Linked DNA regions of Mus musculus: region 1 is linked to region 2. Evidence: chromatin contacts called from public Hi-C data. All regions are on one chromosome and are shown on one strand. The core of a region is the stretch at or near the end of the contact, and the rest is flanking DNA. Distances in the headings are between cores, read along the strand shown. Region 1 overlaps Ralgps1 (Ral GEF with PH domain and SH3 binding motif 1). Region 2 holds the start of Angptl2 (angiopoietin-like 2).

Region 1 (6,509 bases), core at 1,924-4,423, 67 kb after region 2:
TCAGAAATCCACCTGCCTCTGCCTCCAAAGTGCTGGAATTAAAGGCGTGCGCCACCACGCCCGGCGACTGACATCTTAATGACACTGAGTTTTTTCATCCATGAAGATGAAGCCCGTCCCTGCTGCCCCTCCCTGTTTCCTAACATCCGCTCTGATTATTACATCAGTGCTTTGTAGCTTTCAACATATAAACCACATTTTGTAAAAATAAACACCTAAGTCTGTTTGAGTCCTGGAGTTACTACAAACAGTGCTTTCAACCTTCAGATCCTGATCGTTCACTGCTAGCACAACAAAAGCAACCCTTTGTGTGCAGCGACTGGCCTTGTACCTCTCGCTTGCTTGTACATTGGTGCCAGGAGAGTTTGTAAAACTGATTTACTTTTTTATTTTTCTATAGACAATCATGTCAACTGTGAATAAAGACACCTCAATTTCCTACCTTTCAAATGAGTTTCTTTTATTGTTCCTGTCTTATTGTCTTACATAGAACAGTGCCAGAGCACCACATTGGCTTATTCCAGGTCTCAGGGGACATGCCCAGTGTCTTCCTGCTAACATCTCAGGGGACATGCCCAGTGTCTTCCTGCTAACATCTCAGGGGAACATGCCCAGTGTTAAGGATCATCTGGGATTAAAGATGCTATGGATTCCTCAAAAGTCAAGGAAGTTCCCCTTTCTTATTTTTTAAATCATAAACACTAGATTTTGTTTCTTCTTCTCCTCCTCCTCTTTTCCCTCCTCCTGCTCTCCCTCCTCCTCCTTGTCTGTTAATACAGTGCTTACACTAAGTTTCTGAAAAGTTGAAAAGGCCATACATACATGGAATATCCGCCATATGGTCATGATGTAACTTATTGTTTTGATGGCATAGCTAGTACTCGGGGCTGTGTGGGTGTACAAGGCATCTCTTGGGAAAAGCCACAGCAGTATTACAGATGACCAGAAAAGAATGGTTGTGGGTACAAAACCCTTTATTCAATTAGTCATCCACAAATAAAACAAACAAAACAAAAAGCAAATGAAGAGAGAAAAGGAAAAGCCCAGATTTAAAAACAGTGGGCTGGGAGATAGCTTAGTGGTAATGTTAGCTTGTAGGTAAGAGGACCTGAGTTCAAGTCCCCAGCACCCACATAAAAAGCTAGGGGTAGCTGGGAAGAGCTGAAGTAGGAGGATTGATGGAATTTACTGGCCAGCCTACTTGGTGAGTTTCAGGCCAGTCAAAGACCTGGTCTCAAGTGGGTGGGAGGGGAAGAAAGGAAGAGGTGGACTCCAGCCAAGGAATGGCATCTGAGAGCAACCTCTGGCCTCCACATGCATAAAAGGGTAACTGTCTTCCTCGTCACTAAATTTTACCTTTCTCCTTTAGCAACTATGACATTTCTGCAGATGAATGTGGCCTCCTATCCCATTGCCTCTCTGACTGCAGTAACCATCACCCCCAGCCTCTTCTGTTACCTCCTTCCTCACTGCTCGAGGCTGTTCACCTATGTTCTCACCTTGAACCCAGAGCCTCGAGACTTTGAGTCCTTCCTCTCCCCTTTCTTGTTGAGTCCCCTGGAGCCCTTTCTCCTCCTAGGCAGATTGTTCTTCCATTTGTCATTCACTCTTGCCCCTTAAGGAAGTCCCCTTGCCCCTCAACCCTTCCAGCTGTGTGCATGGACAGACTGCCCACATGTCCTCGCATGCTCGTACTTAAGTGCTGTGTGCTCTTCTACCTGGGCCCCTATCAGTGCTTGGGGCTCTCTCACAGTCTTCGACAGTCAGCACGCTTCCCACCCCAATGCCCCCTTTGTCTCCAATCTTCCTCATACTGTACCTCTAGGCTGCCTGTAGCTGTGTCTCCCTTATGACAGCTCCCAGGACTTCCCTTTCCCAGCTCCTCTAGGCCTTTGTCACACAGACCCTGGCTCTCCTTGCCTTTGGCTTTCCCTGGCATCCTGAACCCTTCCATTCAGACACGAGCACCCTCATGGGTTCGCCCACTTGAAAAAAGGAAAGTACAACCAGCTTCCTGGATGTCACTGGCCCCTCTGTCCTCCCTTTATCTGCAGAGCTTCTGTGGCTGTATCACCTACTCTTCTTCTGTCCACAGGTGCCCTACCTTGCTGTATGTGTGGCTAAGACCCAGGGGCTCTCTACCAGCTCTGCGCAGGTCGCCTGAACAGTCCTTCACTCAAGTGCACTTCCAGATTCGTCCTTCTGTCAAGTTCTTCCCACTTAGATTCCCTTACCCAGCATCCTTTGCAAACCTCACCCTCTGGACATGACAAATGGCAGCAGTCCTCAGTTCTCAAGTCCCCTTGAACACACTGCGGCCCTCACACTCTAAAGCGTTAGCCTCTCCTTTTTACTGTACCTTCCTTGTAACCAGGTGCTCTGAGCCACAGCACTTTCTCTCTGAAGCTAGTGACTCAGTTCCTATGGGTCGAGTACAGTTCCTCATTTAATCTTCAAAGCCCACTTGGGATGATCCCCGAGGAAGATGAGTATAGAAGCCAGAAGCCAGTCCAATATCCCACAGCTATCGAGCCACGGCTAAGGCTCGCATCCAGCTCCGTCCCTGCATACACTTCAGAGCAGCTCTGAGCCCCCAAATCAAATGCAAGTGCATGTATGTACTTTCAGATGTGCTACTGTCAGATTCTCTCAGTAACACAAAGGCCAGGGTAAACTCTATGGCACAGGGACACATCACAGACCTTGGATAAACCTGGCTAAGTTCTACCATCCTGCTGCTGAATGAGAAAATCCTGATTCCAATCCTGCTGCCTGCCCATGGATGGATGCAGAGGCATTCAGATCCCAAGAGGAGCAGGCAGGCTGCGCAGGACACTTGGCGCTGGGTTTCCAGTTTGGTCCCAGAATCCCGGATGCTCCGGCAGCTTCCTTCTCGCCTCCTGACCTTCAGGCTTTTCTTGCAGCCTCTGAAACATCTGCAGCCCACTATCTGTCAGATGCCACTCTCTGTTACCCTTACAATAGCTCCTTAAAGTCAGTGTGTTGATATTCCTAGGTACCGGTGAGGAAATGGGGCTCTGAAGAGGTCAGTGGCTTCTAGCTCTTATCTGGAGTCTAATAAGGTGTCTTGTCTTCACGTGGTTCAGTTCTACCCATAAGAAGACCAGTGAGCTCATCCAAAGACAGCAATCCCAGCCATGGGCCAAGGCTGGCCTCTGGCCAGTTTTCAAGCCAGAGCTCCCAGGCTGTGTCCAGAAGCTGCTGGCTCTCCGTGAGCCTGCATTTCCTGGAGCATAATGTTTGAGAAAACATGGCTGGCTCACTGCATCCCTTGGTCTGGGATGGACACAATACAACCGCTTGCCACATGGGCTGTACTGCCCTTGCCAAGCTGCCCTGGCTGCCCTGTGTAAAGAGCAGATTACAGAGTCCCCAAGGACCTACCCTCTGTGAGTTCCATGGCTGGCCCAAGGTGGAGGCTAGGTCGGCTCCCAATCAAAGATTACTGTTAAAGAAACTATGAATCCTCTGACAGTGTGTACACATCTGGCTTTTACTCCTCCTCTTCCTCTTCTTCCTGCTCCCCACCCCCCACCCCCCCATCCACGTCATCATCTTTTTTTTGTTTTGGTTTGGTTTTTGTGTTTTGTTTTGCTTTTGAGACAGGGTTTCTCCATGTAGCCAGGCTGTCCTAGAACTTGCTCTGTAGACCAGGCTGGCCTTGAACTCAGAAGTCCACCTGCCTCTGCCTCCCAAGCACTGGGATTAAAGAAGTATACCACTATACTGGGCTTCTTTTCCTTTTTTAAAGAGTAAGCTCAGTTTGAAAGGAAAAGATTTACAATACAAAGAGAAAGAAATCACTTCTCAGCCCTCCCAGCACAGAGGCAGTTATGCTGTGCTTGGCTCAAACAAACAAACAAACAAATCATGCCTGCCCCAGCCTTGATCTTCAGGCTACAAGCCAGTGCTTGTCCAAGATGCCTGCTGCCTGCCCATGGATGGATGTAGAGGCAGCAGAAGGCTAAGACGTTGAGCAACAGTGATGTACAGGGCCAGACATTTCCGAGAGGGAAGGCCCAGATGAAACCAAGACTCCAAGGGAATGTGGGCCCCAGGACCCAGAGGGCTGGACACACAATTATGCAACCTTTAGGTCACTGACCTCACTGGAAACCAGAAAAACAAGGGGGAAAAAACCAAGAGGAATCCTGTGTGGAAGTCTGGTTTGTGCAAAGGGAGCCATGTGAGAGCTTACTATCAAAGCACAGCACTAGAGGTTCTGGGGAGAAAGCAGAAGAGCTGGTCCCTGCAGCTCTCCCATTTGCCTCTGAGCTTCTTGTTTGTTCCCATGAGCCTAGATCTTTACACTGCAGGAGGAGGTAGCTCGTTATATTTGAAGCCAGAGTTCTGGCTAGACCAAGTCAGACTGCAGCATGTGGGGCCTAGTGGGTCGGGATACCAGGAAGTGCACCTCAAGCAGTACCTCCTAAACTCCCACTCATTGCATCAGGTGTGTTTCCTGAGGGTCCTTTACACAGGAGTCTGACATTGGCAAGATGGCAGGCTGGATGATAAGCAGGACAGACAAGTCCTCACAGAGACCACAGGACACACAAACCAAAGACAGTGGAACTGGGGGCCACACGGAGAAAACCAAAATGGTTGCAATGAGGTGTTTGATGGGTGCTCCCTGCAGAAGTGACACTCGAAGTTAAACAGGAAGAGTCCTGGGCCAAGAGCACAGGACATGGGACAGAGGTATGGCAGAGAAGGCAGACCCAGGGGCTGGAGAAGAAAGGAGACAGAGAACTGAGGCAAGCTGGGAAGCCATGGTGAGATCCTCTGCCTAACTGCACAGAAGCTGAGCTCCTGTGGGGAGGCTGCAGTACAGGAGTCAGCCTCACTTGCCTTGTGAACTACGCTGAGTAGCAGTGGGCAGTCAGGAAAGAGAACTGGGACCCAGGGCCAGGAGGCTGGGACTGACCCCTGAAGGGCTTTGGGCTCCGTGGGCTGCCGGGAGAACAGATACTCCAAGGGACGCTGCTTACCTGGTTGAACCTCCGGGTAAAGGCCACGACGTTGGGGGCAAGACTGTGTTTCTCCTTTTTACTCCATCCACAACTGGCCAACTCCTGGGAAGGAAGCAGAGTCGAGAGGAATTCAGTCAGGATGCAAAGTCACAGGGCATGTGCCTGGACTGTGAACATGGAGGTGGGCAGGGCTGTGGCCCTGGCTATGGCTAAGCTCACCAGGGAGGGGAGGGGCCACGTCTGCAGGTGAGGGAGCAGCTGAGAGGAAAGGCAGAAACACGGCGTACCCCCCCCCCCGCCACACTGTACCCCATTTCCCAAGATTCTTTGCAAAAATATTTACTATTGTCACTGTGCCGGCTTCTCTGGGACGTAGAGGCCTCGTGCAATCCAGATTGTCTGAGAAGGGGGTCAATGCTTAACTCAACAGGACTCATCCCACCCTGGATAAAGCTCCAGGGCTCTAGGCTAGCTTAAATTCAAATCCAGCAGAGGAATCTCAGATTCTGTTGGTCACACAGACATCCTTCATTCCTGCAATCTGGCAACTACAGCTGCTTCTGGGACTGCCTGGGATTCTGCCCTGAAGCTGCCCCTCCTACTTTTTCTACAGAGACGGGACAGAAAAATGCCACCAGTGCAGGAGCATGTGTCCAATCTCCCAGAAGGCTTAGCAGCATGATTTGATAAATCAAAGTAGCTAAGTTTTACCTGTCAGCAAAGGTGGCTTCTATTTGAATAACAAAAGCTGTCGTGTGGGGTCATGTCAAGGCAGGCAAGCACAGGGTCTAGTTTATCAACTTCCTACTCTACTCGGCACGGGTTGTACACACACATGCCCCTCTTTTAACACTGCACGTGAGACACCTCACGCCTGCATGTGCTGTACACACCCCCTTCTCTGAACAAGCCACCTGTCAGTAAGCCAGAGTGCCCACCTCTACTGAGCTACAAGCATTCCCCTCTTAGAACAGTGGAGTAAGCTTCTCCTGCCATTGAATGACCATTAAACAGAGAGATCCTATTAAATCACACTTCAGTTCTATCCAGCATGAGGCTGGGGGCCCAATCCAGCCTGAGTTTGTTTGAGTACCTAAACAATAAAGCAGACGGCATCCTCTGAGTGGACTTTCAGGGAGGACCCCTCATTTATCACCCCATGCCTGTACATAACGAGGCACACACGTGACTAAAACCAGAGGCATCATGGGAAAGGACATGTACAGGGTATAAAAGTTTACATAATTCAAGTTATATCATTCAAGCTCACCCATCAAATCAAAGAACCACCTATGCTGTAGCCCTTAGCAACCATGCTCCTTCTCTTGAACCCCAACAATAATCAGGGGCCTTGAGTTCCCTGCTCATGTGGCCACTATCACTCTTGACAGCATGTCTCTTCCTGACATCCGCTATTACTTTGCACCACATAAAGTTTTCTTGCCGCTTTTGCGATCTGTGCGAGTAAGAGGCACAGATCGCACAGCCTAGGACCCACCAAGACAATTCGGAGGC
Region 2 (6,109 bases), core at 3,014-5,513:
TGCCTGTGCTGTGCACTAAGGGGGAGGTCTGTGGGTGGCATGGTGGTCCACAGGTCTCTGTCCATCTTCCTCCTCTTTCACTGCACTGCCTGGATTTGAGTTGATTTTTATGAATCCTAGGCATAAGGCAGCTTTGGCCACCAAGCCAGGCATCAAGCTAGGATGAACTGCCATTCGCTCTGCCCCTGACTGACATAAAAGCAACACCACCAACAAGGGGTCTCTTTGCCCACTGACAGGGGTTTATCCTCTAGCTTTTGTTTGCTTGTTCTAAATCTAACTGGTTGTGGTAGTGTACACCCTCAATACCATTCCCGGGGAAGCAGAGGTAGGAGAAGCTCTGTGAGTTCGAGGCCAACCTGGGCTACTCAAGAGTTTCTAGTTGGCTTGAGCTAAACACCCAGAATCTGCCTTTTTAAAAAAACTCAAGTGAAAATTATAAAATGAAAAGTATAATACTTAACAAATGTTTCGCTTGAAATGAATAGACTGATACAGAAAGGGAAGGTTGGCACAGCGGGAACCAGAGAAAAGATCTAAACTGCACAAGGAGGAGTACACAGACAGATTCGCGGGACCTCAGCGTGCAGATGGGGTTGAGAGAGGAGCAGGAAATAGAAATAAAGCCTCTCTCCTAAATGTGTGAGAGAGAAAAGCAGTCACTGGCCCAAGAGCCTCAGTGACCCCCACAAGGAGTCAATGCAAAGAATATCACTTTTGATCACATCACAGTCAAACTCCAAGAAGCCACAAGAAGAGAAAAACTTAAAAAAATACAGAGGAGGAAATAAGGCCAGCTGTAGCCAAATGTGCTAGTCTCTGCCTGCAAGCTCAACACTCAAACTGAGGCAAAGGGATCTTCGGATCCAAGCCAGCCTGGACTACACACGGAGACCCTGTCTGAAACAACAAACAAGGCTGGAGGGGTGGCTCGGCGGAGCACTTGCCTAGCATGCAAAATGCAATGGCTTTCATCCCTAGCACCACATGAACCGGATGTAGCAATGCGCACCTGTGAATTCCAGCACTCAGGAGGTAGAGTTGGGAAAATGGCAAGTTCAAGGTCTTCCTCGGCTACACGGAGAGTTCAGTCATTTTAGGATACAAGAGACCCTGTATCAAAACCAAAAGCAGATGAGGAAACATCTGTCTACACAGGTACTGACTGCCTAGTAGTAGTACAGTCAGCATTCACAGGTTGTATGGAGCCAGAATGTCTTAAACTAATGTGCTTTACAGCTCAATTAATATTTTAAAAATGTTTTTATTTTATGTGCATGAGTGTTTGGCCTCTCTGTGTGTCTGTGCTCCACTGTGTGCCTGGCACCCAGGAAGACCAGAAGAGAGTTACAGGTGGTTGTGGGCCATCACGTGTGTACTGAGAATCACACTCAGACCCTCTAGAGAGGCACCTAGCACTCTAACAGCTTAGCCATCTCTTCAGCCCCTTATCGATTTTCATAATAGCTCTCTGAGGCCGATCCTCATACCACCCCCATTTTGTAGACGAGGGAAAGCGAGGTTCAGAGGTTCAGAGCAGGAAAAGGAGAAACCGACTCTGAAGCTTGAGTTTGCCTGCAGGGCACCTGGTTGTCTTGAGCCATCAAAAGGGCAAGGGTTGTACACAGATGGGTGGGACAAGGCCACTCTGGTGGTTTTGACATTGTTGGAGCTTTGGGTTATGCAAACAGCAGTACCACGATAACCCACATGCGTGAGCTACACGGTCACCAGAGGACGTGGTAGTCCTGGAGACTCCTTTGCCATCAGGTAAGTCCTATGAGCTACCCCGTCTTTCTCACCAAATGGCTCAAGCACAGCCTCCAGTTTCAGATGCCCAGCCTGTGGCTCCAGCAGCAGACTCCTCAACACTGGCCTTTTACTGAGACACTACCAGCCATGTACTGCTAAAAGCCTGTGACTAGATCCTTGGGACTTAATCCCACCTCTCTAACAGAGCCTCATCTCTCCTCAACCAAAACGTTCTCTCGGCTCCACTAAAAGAACACCTCATGGCTGGGTATGGTGGTGTGTGTCTGTAATTCCACCACTAAGGAGGCTTAGGTAGGAGGATTTTGAGTTTGTGGCCAGCCAATGTAATAGTATCCAGACTCAAACAAAACAAAATACAAGAGCACCATATAACTGTTCTTGCCCCAGTGTCTTCTCCAGTTACTTCTGTGGTCTAACAAATGACATCAAAACTCAAATAGTCTATAACTATTCCATTAAGCTGTGAGCCAGGAATTCAGATGTGCCACAGTGGGATGGTTTCTCTCTCTCCTTCAGAGCCAGGACCCTGACAGGGAGACTGTATGCTTGAGAGTAAAGTATAGGTGAGGTAATTCAGTAGCTAGAGGCTGGAACCATCTGGAGGCGACGTTGCATACATGCCAGTGGAGGCAGTACTATCTACCATGTGCTACGAACCCTCAATTTCTCAGGCTCTGGCTTGCTCAAGGCTCTATGAGGCGGTGTCCCAGTGGACAGAGCAGATGTCACCTGGCCTTTAAGTAACCACCTGTTCTCTGGCCTTGGACATCAGGTTCCTTCATTTCATGGTACTGGAGTTACCAGTACAAATTGGTACCACACACAGACTTGTAAGGATGGAGAATGGATACTACCTCTCAATGGGAGGAGTGTCAGAATCTCCTGGTAATCTGGGGCATGTTGGGACTATCTTTGAAGAAGCAACTATAGCACTTTCACCTATTCCACCTAGCCCTGACTATCCCCCACCCCCCACTTGATTGCCTAGTGGGTCTGAGCCATCCTATGGAATTGGGCTTAGAGATTTCATCCGGCAGCTGGCCCTGGCTGCTGCATCTCCCTGTAAGATTCACCCTCAGCACGCAGCAGTTTTCTCCCAGCCCAACTGTTTGCTGTCAGAGGACGGGGGCTTTGGCTAATAGTAGCATCTTCATAAACACATCCTAGAAATGCGAGGAAGATAAGTGAAAGGGGACAGCCTCTCAATGTGCTGTATGACCACGCTGCGGAATATGGTGACTCACTTCCAAATAAGTGGTGTTCAGCCACAGGACCCGGACCAGGTCCTAGGCAGAAAGCAGAGCGGTGCTCATCACTCCCTGGTAGAAAAAGACTTCCTGCCCAGCCCAGATCAGCTCTCTGGCTAATGGTGTCCCTTAAGGTCTGTAGTTTCTTCTAGGAACAGAAGAAATTGACAGAAGAGGGAAGGGGCTAAGTAGGCTGAGGAGAAGCAGAAAAAATAATTTGTTTCCTGAATAAAAGGTGGCAGTCTCAGGAGAGGGAGCCACAGTGGGTCTGTCTCCTTAGAGATCAGGAAAATATCCCATGTTGACTTGCTGTAAGAGAGGGCCACTAAAGTTTCCTCTTAGTTCGTACCTAAATGTTACCACCACCACTAACACTTTTCAAAGAAGAGACATCACTAATATCAAGCAGTGGGTGAGCCTGTGCATGGGACTTGGGGTCTCCCCCTCTCTACACCCCTGCAGGATGCCAGTGGCCTTCTACTGCCAGCTCAACAGACCTGATGCATCTGAAGGATGTGGCCTAGGCACCAAGGCCCTGTCCTTCTCTACTCGGAGCCACCAGTCTTAGCGCTCACTCCACTCTCTTGACCATTCACAACTGACAGCTCCCAGGGACTCTACCACGTGTTCACCCAAGTCACAGCTGAGAACTAAGGCTGGCAGGGTCACATAGCAGGGGCTTTGGATTTAAGTCCAGCCCACCTGCCCACCTGGCACACCGTCCTTGATCCTGTAACCGGACCTTCCCAGGTGACCTTGGTGAACCTGGCAGTGTTGCTGGAATGTGGCTCACTTATGCTGTAGAGAAGGAAGCTCAGGGAGTGGCAAACAGTCTTCCTCTAGTTTCCCAACCCAGTCATGGTACTTTCACTGTCCTACCCCACTGCCACATTAGCAGTGCCTTCTGCAGGGATGAAGTGGTTTGGAAAGAAGATGCTGAACACTTAGTAAGGCAATCCACAGAAAGAGTGAGCAGGGCTCCCTGGCCTCCCAAGCAGCTGCTTGCACAGCCGCAGCTGCTCAAGTCCGTTACCCGAGTCCAGTGGAAGCGCTTTGCCTACACAGGGCACCCCAGCAACGTCAGCCTTCAGGGAGTGGAGCAGGCTGGTGAGCCAGGAGCAGAGCTGGCCAGCCTTCCTGTGCCAAAGAAGGAGGGGGCCCCGCCCAGGCCGCCAAAGCAGGCAGGAGGGGCTGGGCCAGCTGGGGCTGGAGCTAGTGTGACATCACCAGGCGGCCCGCCCCTGTCTGGAGCTGAGGGGAGGCCCAGAGCTTTTCTGGGGCCTGGGGGATCCTCTTGCACTGGTGGGCGGAGAGAAGTGCCTGCAGCCAACCAGGGTCAGGCTGTGCTCACAGTTTCCTCTGGCGGCACGTAAAGGCTCCACAAAGGACCTGGGAGTTCAACTGAGGCTGCTGCTGTCGGCCTGGGGATGGACCCCAAGCCCTGAGTGGTGTTGTTGGACCCAGGACCTGCAAGAAGCATGCACTAAGGCAGCTGCGGACCACACTGTGAGGGAGAGCAGGTTGGGAGCAGCCCCGGTGACACCAGAGCCAGCCTCATCCCTAGGAGCTTCAGAGAGCATAGACTGCTGCCAGCTGAGGCCAGTGAGGCAGGGCTGCTCGGCGGCCAGTCCAGCCTGAGACTCGGGACCTCTCCTGGAGGCCACGGCCAGGCTGTGCTGCTGATGGCACCGTGAGGCATGTGAAGCGCTGCTCCAGGGCCAAGCAGGAGAGAAGAGGTAAGGGGTCAGCTCTCAACTGCAGCAGCCAGGGGAAGAGGGGCTTGAGACGGGCAACCCTGACTCCTCCAGCTTCCGTGTGCAGCTGGACCCCACAGGGGTCAAACCTTGCTTTTGCTCAGAGCTGAATCAAGCATCTGACCAGGCAGAGGACTGTGAATACTTGGGCAGGGTGGTGTAGAGGCACAAGCACACTGGGCTGGGATGTTGAGGACTTCATCGGTGAGCTCCACTCACCTCTTTCAGACAAAGAGCCTCTGGGGTGAGCCGGTTTGGCTGTCGGACACAGGCTGGTAGCCGGGTATGTGCATGTGTGTAGGTGCGGATTTGAAAGGGCAGCAGGCTGAGAGTCGCAGGGCAGTGTAGGACTGGGCAAGTTGTGTTCAAGCTCCGGACTCCTGCACACCCAGCCAGCTAGAGTTATGCTACAGCAGAAGCAGATGTAATGCGGACCTGAGGCAGTGGGGGCCTCAGTTCAGAAAGTGCCCTGGGCCAGGCAGCACGAGCTGCCAGCGTGCCAGGAGCAGAGGCGTCCTGTGCGGGACAGAACATGTCACCCACAAGTTTCTGTCGGTAGGACTGGGGCAAAGTGCTGCCCTGACTTTCCCTCTGCGCCCAAGGATACAGTAGATGGATCCCAGGTCTCCAGCCAGCAGGATGTGGCTGAGAGACTGTGGAGGACCTGCTTTCTGAACAGCCTAGTGAGGGGACACAGCAGGCGCCACATACAGAGTCAGTCCCTTGAAAGCAAGCGCTTCAGCATGAGATAACATTTCCAAACAGAAATTCTCTGCTGATCCCTCCCCTCTCCCTGTGACATCCGTGTCACGGGTCAGCTATTGCCTCTGCTGTGGGATTAGGAGAGTTCCCAGAGGCCAGTGTTGTTACTCAGAAAAAGATCCCTTTGAGGAAGACTGAGAACACAAGTTCCAAAGCTAGCTCAGTGCTCTCCACATGGGTTCTTCCAAGTACAGGCCTAGTATGGCAGCGATTATGAGCTGGCTCCTGTCTGAACTCTGTTAAGTGGCAGATCACAGCTTTTCTAAACCTCAGTTTCCTGATCTGTGAAAAAGAGGGCTGAGAGCCCAGCTCAGCAACAGCCCAGCAGACACCTGCAGCAACCCCACAACACACATCTAACTACCTCCATCTCCCAGATGAGGAAGCCTGGCATGTGACTTCAGGGTTTCTTCAAGTCACACATCACTCACTGCTCTCCAGGGGTGGCGCACGAGATGTGTTCAGAGTCTCTAAAGCCCTGGTTACCAGTTATTAGAGCCCAACCATCAGCATGCCCAGAGGGAAGAACCAGTACCCCAACTCTTGCCCTGACCTGGATACATTCTCTAAAGC

The links. Hi-C and Micro-C count contacts between places; a contact is called where the count stands out from the background.
Region 1: a contact with region 2 is called in a Hi-C map of uterus. The contact joins the enhancer-like site here to the promoter of Angptl2 in region 2. A contact is called at or near these places in 4 of 39 promoter capture datasets (the C10 cell line, hippocampal neurons and liver), 6 of 484 Hi-C or Micro-C datasets (the G1E-ER4 cell line, hematopoietic stem cells, liver and 1 more), 4 of 115 datasets of contacts at active chromatin or transcription factors (embryonic stem cells, fibro-adipogenic progenitors, heart atrium and 1 more) and 4 of 9 other capture datasets (adipose tissue, embryonic stem cells, liver and 1 more).

What each region holds. Positions count from the first base shown.
Region 1 is chr2:33,279,813-33,286,321 of GRCm38.p6, forward strand. Ralgps1 (Ral GEF with PH domain and SH3 binding motif 1) reads right to left here. Exons shown (of 20, transcript NM_175211.5): 5 at 5,013-5,096. Among named protein-coding and RNA genes, the nearest start is that of Angptl2, 67 kb to the left of the region's middle. Within about 2 kb of position 3,174, at least 48 of the 459 cell types and tissues checked have an H3K27ac peak or open chromatin away from gene starts, as enhancers often do. A contact at or near this core is called in adipose tissue, fibro-adipogenic progenitors, heart atrium and 2 more, where this site is marked.
Region 2 is chr2:33,211,698-33,217,806 of GRCm38.p6, forward strand. Angptl2 (angiopoietin-like 2) reads left to right here and starts at 4,264. Exons shown (of 5, transcript NM_011923.4): 1 at 4,264-4,756. The region is part of intron 8 of Ralgps1 (Ral GEF with PH domain and SH3 binding motif 1); the gene reads right to left. It overlaps Gm23546 (a small nucleolar RNA gene), which reads right to left and starts at 244; the gene lies at 108-244.